Regions from separate parts of the Mus musculus genome. Here regions 1 and 2 are each linked to region 3. The links are chromatin contacts, called in public Hi-C and Micro-C maps. All regions are on one chromosome and are shown on one strand. The core of a region is the stretch at or near the end of the contact, and the rest is flanking DNA. Distances in the headings are between cores, read along the strand shown.

What was found. Hi-C and Micro-C count contacts between places; a contact is called where the count stands out from the background.
Region 1: a contact with region 3 is called in a Micro-C map of granulosa cells, with 2.9 times the contacts expected there. The contact joins the enhancer-like site here to the promoter of Map1b in region 3. A contact is called at or near these places in 5 of 39 promoter capture datasets (HPC-7-derived erythroid cells, frontonasal cranial neural crest, liver and 2 more), 11 of 484 Hi-C or Micro-C datasets (the HL-1 cell line, cerebellum, embryonic fibroblasts and 8 more), 5 of 115 datasets of contacts at active chromatin or transcription factors (embryonic brain, embryonic fibroblasts, embryonic forebrain and 2 more) and 3 of 9 other capture datasets (adipose tissue, liver and pancreatic islet).
Region 2: a contact with region 3 is called in a Hi-C map of rod photoreceptor, with 4 times the contacts expected there. The contact joins the enhancer-like site here to the promoter of Map1b in region 3. A contact is called at or near these places in 6 of 39 promoter capture datasets (the 3T3-L1 cell line, 3T3-L1-derived adipocytes, cranial neural crest and 2 more), 9 of 484 Hi-C or Micro-C datasets (the N1E-115 cell line, cerebellum, cortical neurons and 5 more), 5 of 115 datasets of contacts at active chromatin or transcription factors (differentiating embryonic stem cells, embryonic stem cells, forebrain and 1 more) and 2 of 9 other capture datasets (adipose tissue and liver).

What each region holds. Positions count from the first base shown.
Region 1 is chr13:99,464,519-99,468,393 of GRCm38.p6, forward strand. The region is part of intron 2 of Map1b (microtubule-associated protein 1B); the gene reads right to left. Among named protein-coding and RNA genes, the nearest start is that of Map1b, 50 kb to the right of the region's middle. Within about 2 kb of position 2,538, at least 10 of the 459 cell types and tissues checked have an H3K27ac peak or open chromatin away from gene starts, as enhancers often do. A contact at or near this core is called in granulosa cells and rod photoreceptor, where this site is marked.
Region 2 is chr13:99,549,038-99,552,778 of GRCm38.p6, forward strand. No RefSeq gene overlaps it. Among named protein-coding and RNA genes, the nearest start is that of Gm26559, 34 kb to the left of the region's middle. Within about 2 kb of position 1,869, at least 37 of the 459 cell types and tissues checked have an H3K27ac peak or open chromatin away from gene starts, as enhancers often do. A contact at or near this core is called in cortical neurons, hippocampal neurons and rod photoreceptor, where this site is marked.
Region 3 is chr13:99,515,351-99,518,709 of GRCm38.p6, forward strand. Map1b (microtubule-associated protein 1B) reads right to left here and starts at 1,252. Exons shown (of 7, transcript NM_008634.2): 1 at 954-1,252. The coding sequence starts at 1,137. Gm26559 (predicted gene, 26559) reads left to right here and starts at 1,284. Exons shown (of 2, transcript NR_167891.1): 1 at 1,284-1,508.

The DNA of each region.
Region 1 (3,875 bases), core at 1,288-3,787, 50 kb before region 3:
ACTTTTACCCTCTGGGATGGGACACCTCCCCCCTACCCCTGCCTTCTATCGCACGGCAATGGGAACCTTCAATTAGTGACAGCACCCCAAGCAGCATGAAAGATGTCTTTGATTCTTAATCTAGATATTTCTCCAATTCCTCCCTGGAAGCCACAGCCGGGCTGCAAGAGAAGTTCAAATTCAACTCTTAGGTTACTGGTGTGAGTCAGGAGGGCCAAAACATGGGCTCTCATCCACTTGGCTGAGGCTGTTGGCTTTAGAGCTGGCCACTTGTCTGGCCGTTCTTTTGGAAAAGGAACAGCTAGAAAACATAATTGCCTACTTTCTAAACTATTTCAAGGGGCTGAAGAAATGGCTCAGCAGCTAAGAGCTCTAACTGCTCTTGCAAGGGAACAGAGTTTGGTTCCCAGCACCCATGTTAGGCAGCTAGTAACTGTCTATAACCCCAGTTCCAGAGGATCCAACACCCTCTCCTGGCCTCTGAGGGTCCCAAACATACTAGCGATGAACAGACATAGATACAGGCACAACACTCTTCTATACATATAAAATAAAAATAAATCTTTAAAGGGAGATCTTAATAAGCAACTTTTAGTATCTTTCTGTGACGCACCATGCTTTGGTTCTGGTTTTCAGAGACTCCGTGTGACAATCTGCATCAGATGGACGACAAAGTACCACACAACTCACAAGATGGCTCTGAGCTAGGTGACAGTCTCCCCTCAGCAATACCTGCTGTGCTATAATTAATATCCCACCCATGTGCATTCGTAACAGGTAAAGGGTCTTAAGTGGAAAGGGAGGGGGTTTTTAACGGTGATGAGTTCATATCTTTACCCAATTCAGATCACTCACCTGTAAACAAGCAGGAAATACCCGAGGCTTGCAGAGGCGAGAGAACTGACACGATGAAGCAAAAATTCTATAAACAAAACTCTATTTCCTTAGAAATACGTCAAAATGACACCCAGAGTGATGTAGTGAGCTGTAGCCGCAGGGAACAGGCAGCAAGGTATTTATAAAGAGCTTTTTTTTGTTGTTTATTTGTTTTTGGTTTGGGGTTAACTTTCTTTTCCAGCATGTAAACGCATTTTATATCCACCTCTCCTCTGAAGAGTCAGAGAAATGGGGAGAAAGAGAAAAGGGCCGTCCACTGGTCTCAGAGCCCTTACTTCAAAGATTTGTCAAGTTAGTTCCTTTAGTTAGCTCTGAGGGGATTTTTTTTCCATTTATGTGAATCTTTTAATTTATTTTTTAATTAGGTATTTTCTTCATTTACATTTCAAATGCTATCCCAAAAGTCCCCCAGGCCCTCCCCTCCCCCCTGATTTTTTTTAAGGTCTTTAGGGGCCTAGAGAGGTGGCTCAGTGGTTAAGAGCACTGACTGCTCTTCCAGAGGTCCTGAGTTCAACTCCCAGCAACCACATGGTGGTTTACAAACATCTGTAATGGGATCTGATGCCCTTTTCTGGTGTGTCTGAAGACTGTAACAGTGTACCCATATACATAAAATAAGTAAATAAATAAATAAATCTTTTTTAAGGTCTTTAAATTATCACATTAACAATGCTTTTCACAGGGAAAAATTGCTGCCACTAACTTGGTCATCCTCCTTCTCCACACAGTGTGACTAGGTGGCCTTCAGCCTTCCTGATCACAGTCTATTAGTGCTCCAGTGCCAGACTTAGTGCCTCAGAGGGCGTGGCATGCTCACCACACTGCCTCAGTCCAGAGGCTCTCTGCATGGGAGCACCAGCTTGTCTGGAGGATCTGAGCTCCATCTCAGTTCTGACAACACCCCTCCCCCCATCTTCTCTCACATCATTAACAGGATCAATGTGAGCTGAGGATAGAAAAGAGGGGGCTTAGAGACACACACGCCCTTTAAGGACATCACATGCCTCCTCCCTGTTCCCTTCTCTGTCCCTTCTGCTGTAGGTAGGTAATATTTCTAAGGGCCACGACAGCTGCCATTTCCTGACAGGTTATTATTCTCTGCATATTGTAACATCAGTTCTACTGGAGTTTCATTGTACTGATGGAGATAGTGAGGTACAGGGAAATTGAGTGATTGGTAAACCTGCCACCAAAGTGTTCCTTTCCTTGTGGCACACACAAGACCACTGGGCCAAATGCTTTGGCTGACAAAAGGTTGGCTCTTCTTTTCCCCTGACCTGGAGTTCTTAAATATGGAGTCTCAATACTTTAGGGAAAGCTTCAGTTTCCCTTACAGGGCCACTGTGTTGCCCAGGCCCAAGGGCATCTCTCAACAGCTGTGTGATACAAATGGGATCTGTGCTCCTGGGTTTTCTGACTTAAAAAAAAATCTCCCATCTTTCTCAGGGCCAAGGCTAGACCTGTTCCCTGTTTAGGTGACACTGTGACAGGACAAGTGAGCCTTCACTGATTTTCACGGTCAGCCTGGTTTTCTCATGGTCAGTCTGATTTTCTCTTTAAGATGAGAAGACAGTCTCCCAGGACCCTTGACCTTGTAGTAGAAAGGGAGGGAGTCCTGCTGCTTGCCCTGTTCTCTGCTTTCAGAGTGCTAAGAGGTCATTTCGGGGGTGAGGAGTACTGACACAGGGCTCTGCTGTGTAGCCTCAACAGACCTTGAATTCACAACCACAACCCTCCCTTAGCCTTCGGTGCTGGGGCTGCAGTAGCGTCACCATACCCAGCTTCACCAGTCCTTGAGACGCTCTATATTTATCTCAAGGATGATACAGAATAAAATGATTACATCTTTAGACTACTACATTGATACAACGGAACAATCACAGGGACATTGACAAACTCTTCCTACCTCAAAAGAGCACAAATAAAAATAAAGGACTATTTCTAAAGAGTGTAATCAGGGAGTCGACTCCAGCCTACAATCGTTGTTTAGATAAGTGTCATGATTGTTTAAATAACTCCAGCTATTTCTAGCTGGGCAAATAAGTATAGGCTCACAGAAAAATATAACATGTAGTAAAAGACCTAATGCTACCACAGCTCTTGATTAAAGATGCGATTCGCTTTTATGTCTTTTCAAAAATAGCCAGGAAGTGGCTACAGGACGTGTTTGGGTTAAGGAGGATTTATTTAGTTCCTAACACACGCTGAGAACCTCCCCTTGGGCCTCACCCCTAATCCACAATAAGAGCATCTTTCTAACGGCTTGCAGATTCCCATTTATGCTGGAACTGGAACTGGAAACAGAGAGAGGGAACGGAGAAATTGCTAAGATGCCTTCCCTGATTCAATTCAAAGACACATTTTGCTGCCCCCCAGTAAAATCCCCAAACTCAGGGCTGGAGAGATGGCTCAGCAGTTAAGAGCACTGACTGCTTGCTGTTCTTGAGGTCCTGAGTTCAATTCCCAGCAACCACATGGTGGTTCATGACCATCTGTAATGTGATCTGATGTCTTCTTCTGGCGTGTAACTATACATGCAGATAGAGCATTCATATACATAAAATAAATAAGTAAATCTTTTTTTAAAATCCCCAGACTTACACTGTTGTATTATAAAGGACAATAGCTAAAGACAGGGGAAGGTTAAAGTGCCAGTTGAGTTTAATTCTGAAGGAGCCCCACCCTCTCCCAGCTGAAACAGTTTCTTGTGGACAGAGGCTCTGTGTGACAGACACCTTCCCACATCTCAAGTTAAAAATCACGAGTAAGTACCACATCTCATCTTCTTTAGTCCCAGGAAAGTGATCCCCTTATAATTAGATTCCAATTTAATATGAAATACTATAACTCTTGGGGCCCCCAAAGTTCCTGTTGAATCCTTACAAAGGTTTCCTTTTTTATTTTCATCAGCTGATATGTTGGAAGCTTCCTCTAAAATCCACCAATGGCAAATTTCCTGGCTAAAGGAGAAGGCAGCT
Region 2 (3,741 bases), core at 619-3,118, 34 kb after region 3:
ACTTAAAGGGATACAGGGGACTTTGTTTTTTTAACCTTGAGTTAAAAACCTTGTCCCCCATCACAACATAGGGAAGATATGTGGTGAGTGTCAGGAAGGAAGTGCCAGCATGCTCTAGGTTTCTGCTCACTCTTACAGAGGAAGGACTATGCCTGCAAGGGCAGGGGGGCAGAGCATCAGCAGGGACTTTCCAGCATGCTTAGGTTAAAAGCCATTCTTCATTGCTATAGTGTTTGTGCTTTCACTTAAGAAAAATAGAGCAGTAAATAATCTCAAAAAATGCAGGAACTTGATTTTGCAAAACATGTTGAGTGACTATTGACCAGTGTCATTTGTCAAAGAACTTGGCATCTGGCTGCCTTACACGGTGTGCTAGAGCAACAAAAACTACATTCAGCTTTTGTTTTGCACACAATGTAACTAGTAGACACACTGCCTGCATCTATTATATATATTTACATATATAGCCATCTACATCATATATATATAGTGTTTTTATTACTTATATAAACATTACACATAAAGTATCGTTGCAAATACTCAAAAACAGGATGGAGTTCCCCCTCACTGAAGCTATATTAAGGGAGTGAGGCAGAAAAATGTCCCATGTTCCAACACAATGAATCATCTGTCATTTCACTAACTCTACTTAACCTTCGCTCTGTGACTAGCACCCTGGACGCATGTGCAGTGAACATTAGTACTCTGCTAACGACGCCTTCACTTGTTCATGCTATTGATCTGCTTGGGTTCCGGCTCACTAAGCCCAGCTGCTCCCTGCTCGGAGGGAAAAGATGCTGACTAAGCAGAGGGAGGACGAGCTCTGCCACAGAGACCCATTCTTTCCTGTCCACTCGGAGGACTTACGTGAGCTCAACACCAGCTACTCAAACTGCACTGTGAGCCTCCCCATGAGAGAGTATTGGAAAAGCAAGTGTTACCTGCTGCATTGGCTTCACAGTATCAGAACCTGACGACCCAGGCCCTGCGTCTATCTCTGGCTCCTCCTATGTTCTCTGGGATCTCACAGCAGAGCAGAAGACATTTGCTTGCCTTTGTTTTCTCTCAGTGATAAAGGGTCAGAGAGTGCTCTGGAGAAAATTAGGTAGTGCCCTCCTCACTGAGATATCGTGACGTTAAATAAGATCACACCAGGGAAGTGTTTTGTAGGATGGAAAACCAGCCTACCATTCAGAAAGCATGCAGGGCTGTTGTTGCCATGGGTATCTGAGCTAATGACGGAAGGCTTCATTCAAACTGACAGGAGCTCTGCAGAATGAAGCAATAAGATTGCCCCACATACCCTTGCCAGTGTGCTTAGTCTCTGCTTGATGGGAGAAAATGTAGAGACATTTTTACCCTTTTCCATATTTACCGTAGAATTCTCCAAAGGCAAGGCATCTGTTGTTCTTCCAAGGCCCTGTCTGTCCTATGTGTATGGTGTTTGTCCTTGTTTCGTGTGTGGTATTTGGGGATGAAAGCCATGTTCTCTCATGTACCAGGCAAATATTTTATCGCTGAGCTACAACCCCAGTTCTGGTCTCTGAATCTGTGATCTGCCATGTTAGACTACAGTGTCATGTTTCTCACAAACTAGAAAACAAACAAAATAAAACCAAATACGATTTTCAATTGTTTGCTCTTTGAGTGGTTTTGTGTGGGCCAGAAAATACATGTCTAAGTATTCCCAAGAAATTAACCTGTTTATGAAAAGGGATGTGAACAGACCCAGTAAACACAATGCATTTCCCTCTTCAAACGAGAGGCAGACTTAAGACTGTGTTTCTGAGCGGTGTGGAGATGCCTGAGGAGCAGCATCTAAAAATAGAACCAAGGCTTATTGGCTGATCACTATGTATCCCCTGTGAACAGATGCTGACTGAAAGTCTAAGAGATCCTAAGCCAGTGGATCATTGTACTATTGAGGGATGCTCCACGCTATGGTGGGTTAAGAACACATTTCTTCCTATGTTCGTTGTGGAACTGACTCCTGGCTCTCTTTACCCTCCTTCAAAATGCACAAGATCTCAAGCTGCAGTCCTGAAGCCATAGGACTGCCAGAGGTGCCTCATTCCATCGCTGGTGGCGTGCCGTCTGCTCTGTGTGTGGGCGGCCGTGTAGCTCCTGCTTCTGCTCACAGTGATGCAGGCCAAGAACGAGCATCGGCTGGGTCCTGGTTTCTGAGTGACAGGGTGCCTGGGAGCGCTGAAAAGAAACAACTAGAAGTCATTATCATGGATCCAAGCTGATCACCTGGGTCCTGCCTAGATGGCTTTCCAAACTGTGCTCTGTCTGTCTGTCTGTCTCTCTCTCTGTTCTGCTCTGTTCTAGATGACTTTTTGTTGCTACTCTAAAAACTCTCTGGTGAGACAGCTAGCTTTCTGTTTGAGCCAGCTCTCTCTGCTAGTAAAAATTCTAAAAGCTGTCTGTATAGCTTATGGCTTTTCTGACCAAAGTCAGAAAAACTGCTATTAAAAAAAAAAAAAAAAATCCTTGGATCTTCCAACCAAGTCAAAAAACCTGGTAGAAAAACTCCAAAAGTAATTATTGGGTTTTCCAATCAAATTTAGAAAGCTGGAAAAAATTCTAAAAGAGCTCTGTTCGCTCTTCATCTTTGGATGCTGCTAGAGAAGTTTGGAAAGAGCTGCTAGCTCTCTAAGTATTCTCGGGATTTCTCATTGACCAAGGTCAAAAGTCCTGTGAGAAAAAATTTTTAAAAGAGTTATAAAAAATTTTAAAAGAGCTATGTTCGCTCTCCATGGATTTTCTGACCAAATCAGAAATCCTGTTAGAAAAAAATTCTTGAAGATCTGTTTCTCCTCTCCAGACAGCTCAGTTATTGCTAAAGAAAAATTCTAAGGAACTGTTACTGCTTTCGGCTAGCTCCTCCTATGCAGACCAAAAGCTCAGTTTTTTAAATTTACATATCAATTCAGTTATTTATTCTAGGTTCCCTTTTGATTGTCCTGTGAATCAGTATCCTGTGACCTCGAGCTCAAGAATCTGCCTGCATTTTAACTGCCTGTCTTTGTGTCTTTCCAACAAGCTGGCTCGGACTGTAGCTGCCACTGTTCCTTTAGATCTCTGAAGCTCCTCATACAATTCATATTGTATCTTTATATTTTGCATAGCTGAGAAATTTTTTATATATATATATATATATACACACACACATATATATACACACATATATATATACATATATATGTGTATATATATGTATGTATATATATACATATATATATATATATGTATATATATATTCAAAGTCATGTTTTTAGAGTTCTTTTCCAAAGCCTTAAGGGCTGTTCTGAAGGTACCAGTTTGCTGAGCCACTAGACCCACCTTTCTTTACTTCCTGACTTCATGCAGTCTTTGGTTATCATGGAGTCATTAATGTTAACAGGGAGGACTTTCCTCAGAGGAATGTGAAAATATGTACATTATTATACAAACAAGGCTTACACCCACAGTAGCAGTCTACATTCATGGAGCCCACATGTGCTGACCCTGTCCCAGGAGCAGGAACCATGTCATTCTGTCCCTACCAAGGCCATGGCACTAGCTTCGTCCATATGTGCTCCATATGCTCAAGTGTCGAGGTTTAGTCTATTGCTACGTAGTGTAATGCTAAATTCTAGGCCGCTGAGTGACTTTTCTTGTTTACAAGCTTTTGTTGTACAGACCTTGTTCCTTGATTTAAAAACTGTTGGTTAAATAAAATTGGCTACAGCCAATTAC
Region 3 (3,359 bases), core at 2-2,501:
TGCCCTCCCGGACCCTCCCAGCCCCGCCCAGGGTTCCCCGGGAACCGCTATTCCGCTACCGCAGAGCCCGTTCCTGGTGCGCGCAGCAGCGCAGGAGCTGACCCTCCCCTGCCACCTCCTCCTCCCATTCAAGCTATGGCTCCTGAAGCTAAGACTTTTCAAAGAAGCCCACCCACGCAACCTGGGGTCCCATTGTCCTTTCTGAAAGCTGCAGCCAGGACCTCAGGGGCAAGAGCGAGGCTGGGCTTCGTCTAGAAACAGAGCGCAGACGGGTTCCATGCCTGTATCCTCGGGGGCTGGGGGGGAGGGGGGGGGACGGGCGTGGCCCAAGGACTAGCCTAGTCATTCCCAGGAAAGAAAGAATCGGGAAGTTTTAAGTCAGAAAAGGCATTCTCTATTCTCAGAGGGGTGTGTGTGTGTGTGTGTGTGTGTGTGTGTGTGTGTGTGTGACTGGCGGGGGCGGGGAGCACGAGGTGACTGTGATAAAGACGATTTCCATGCGGGCCTTGGCACATGGTGTTTTGACCCCAGGTTTTCGGGTAAGGGGAGGTGGGTCCCAGCCTTTGGCTAGGGCGAGAGCTGAGCTGAAAGAAGAGGTTTTGCTAGGCTCACCCCACCCTTTCTCCGCCTGCGGTTGCGGTTTTATTATGGCCTCCGCTCCTCTGACACCTGCATTTCAAAGAGCACGAGAGGAGGTAGCCAAGTCGGCGGTGGCCACGGACCCAGCCAGGTGACCTATCCCTCAGGGCTATTATAAAGATCCCCTCTCTGGGTCTCAAATAAAATAATTTAGAAATTAGCCCAGAAAAAGAGTCCAGATGGAGTGTGGGAGGTGGCCCGGAGAGGCGTGGGTGCGGGGCGTGCGGGAGAACAAGGTGGCCGTCGCGCCCTGGGTGGGGTCGTGCTGGCGCGTCTCCCCACTCACGCCCCTGGGGGGCCTCGGGACCGCTTACCCAGCTCGATGTTGCCGATGGCACGCCTCAGGTGCTCTTCGGTTACGGTCTCGCCGACCACCACCAGCAAGTAGAACTTGCTGTCTAGGAAGCGGTGCGACAGGCTGGGCGAGGTGGACGCCGCCGGGTTGCCGATGCTGCCCGATGGCTCCGGTTCGGTGGCTTCCACCACCACGGTCGCCATCCTGCCGGCTCTGCTCAAGCCTGAGAGAAGTGTTCCTCTCCCGCCGCTCCTCTGCTCTGCGGCAGGAGAAAGGATTATCTCCGAAGGTGCTGTCTCCGCTCCGCCCCCTGCGTCCCCCCTCCTCCCGGCGCACGCGTCGCCTCCCCCTCCGCCCTCTCCCTGCGCGGAAGAGAGGAGCGGGGAGTGAGAGGCCGAGGAGGCGGTGCCGTTTATATGGAGACTAGGCTAGGAGCCTGGGAGGAAGAGGAGGAGGAAAGGACCACCCGGCACGTCCTCGTGGTGGTTGCCTCCACTCCTCCAGCCCTTAGCCCAGGGCTGATGTCATCTGCAGCAAATCATTTCGCCGGCGGCCCGGAAGCTGGAAGGACGAGGTGTGTGGACAATGGTCTGGGCAGGGCCAGGAGCCAGGCTCTAGGGGACCCAAAGAACTCTGCTGCAACCCGAGGGCCTTCTGCACCATCACCCTTACATACACACACTTTCTTTGCCCTAAACCATCAACCTGGGGAGTGGGGATTACTTCCTGTTTCAGAGCGGGATTATGTCCTGAGTCAGATTCCGCATCTTCAGGCCTGTGCCTGTGCCTCATCCACGTGAAGTCAGAATTTGAGTAATTGCTGCAGTCACAGTGGGCGCTGGGTTGAGGGTACCCCGCCCAAGAACACAAACCTGAGTTTTTGACCTTGTAGATATAGAAAGGCGTATTTGTCCATTTTTTTTAAACAACAGGAATATTTATCACCTTCGCTTAAAAGAGACTTTGCAAGACCTAAGCCTAATTTGTTCAGACTTTGGAGTCTAGTCTGGAAGGACTAACTAACGCTCAAAAAAGAACTGGCTTTTGGTGCTCATGGGAAATGAATGAGAAGAGGCAGACATATTATGCTAGATACAGATTTCTTTTCTTAATATGCTGAACAGATAGCATCAGGCATAACAAAGAATAGAGAAGACACTGTCTCTGCAGGATTACAGCGACTATAATGTGCTTTTCAGTTCCTTGGGGGATACACAGGCAAAATTATTTTGTGTGACAATGATGTCTTTTAAGATACATGTAGCTTTGGGAGTTTTTATTGCTTTTGTCTATATTTAGAAGAACTCCTAATAATGTTTCTAAAGGCCATCGTAAACATTCATTTCTCACAAATCTAATGAGTACATTTCTGTATTAGGGCAGAAGAGGGGGGCAAGCGCCTCATCATCATGAAGACTGGGGATCATTTTAGAAGAGAAAATAGATGGAATTAGATGGAATAGGGGGGAAAAGCCTATTTTCATCTAAAATAACTAATATTGGAGTGTATACTAGTTTTAATTTATACTAAATATAACATACTAAATAGCAGTTTGGTATATACTAGTCAATATACCTTTAACACTGGAGTATACACCAGTTTTAAAATACCAACTGGAGGGGCTGTAGCTTAGCTGGTGGACTTCACGCCCATGTTGGCACCGGAAGCACTGGGCAGTGTAGTCCCAGCACTCAGGCGATGCAGACAAGGAGGATCAGAAGTTCAAGGTCATCCTTAGCTGATGAGTTCAAGGTCAGCCTGGATACATAAGACCCTGTTTAAAAATGAAACAGAACAAACAAAACCTATTGTGAGACTTTCCCGATAGCCCAGTGTCTTAGGTGTTGACTCCCACGATTTACTTGTCATAGGCTGTACTGGCTAGTTTTGTGTCAACTTGACACAGCTGGAGTTATCACAGAGAAAGGAGCTTTAGTTGAGGAAATGCCTCCATGAGATCCAACTGTAAGGCATTTTCTCAATTAGTGATCAAGGGGGAAAGGCCCCTTGTGGGTGGGACCATCTCTGGGCTGGTAGTCTTGGGTTCTATAAGAGAGCAGGCTGAGCAAGCCAGGGGAGGCACGCCAGTAAGTAACATCCCTCCATGGCTTCTGCATCAGCTCCTGCTTCCTGACCTGCTTGAGTTCCAGTCCTGACTTCCTTTGGTGATGAACAGCAGTGTGGAAGTGTAAGCTGAAAAACCCTTTTCTCCCCAATTTGCTTCTTGGTCATGATGTTTGTGCAGGAATAGAAACCCTGACTAAGACATAGGCCTTTTTGCCCCGTTTCTTTCTTGAAACCTAAAGAGACAATACTCAGTGAGCAGCCAAACACCACACTAGTCTGATGAGTCGTGACTAAAGATGATGTCTGACCTATGACGCTAGGGGTCTGCAGTAAGCTTGCCGCAGAGACTTGGTCACA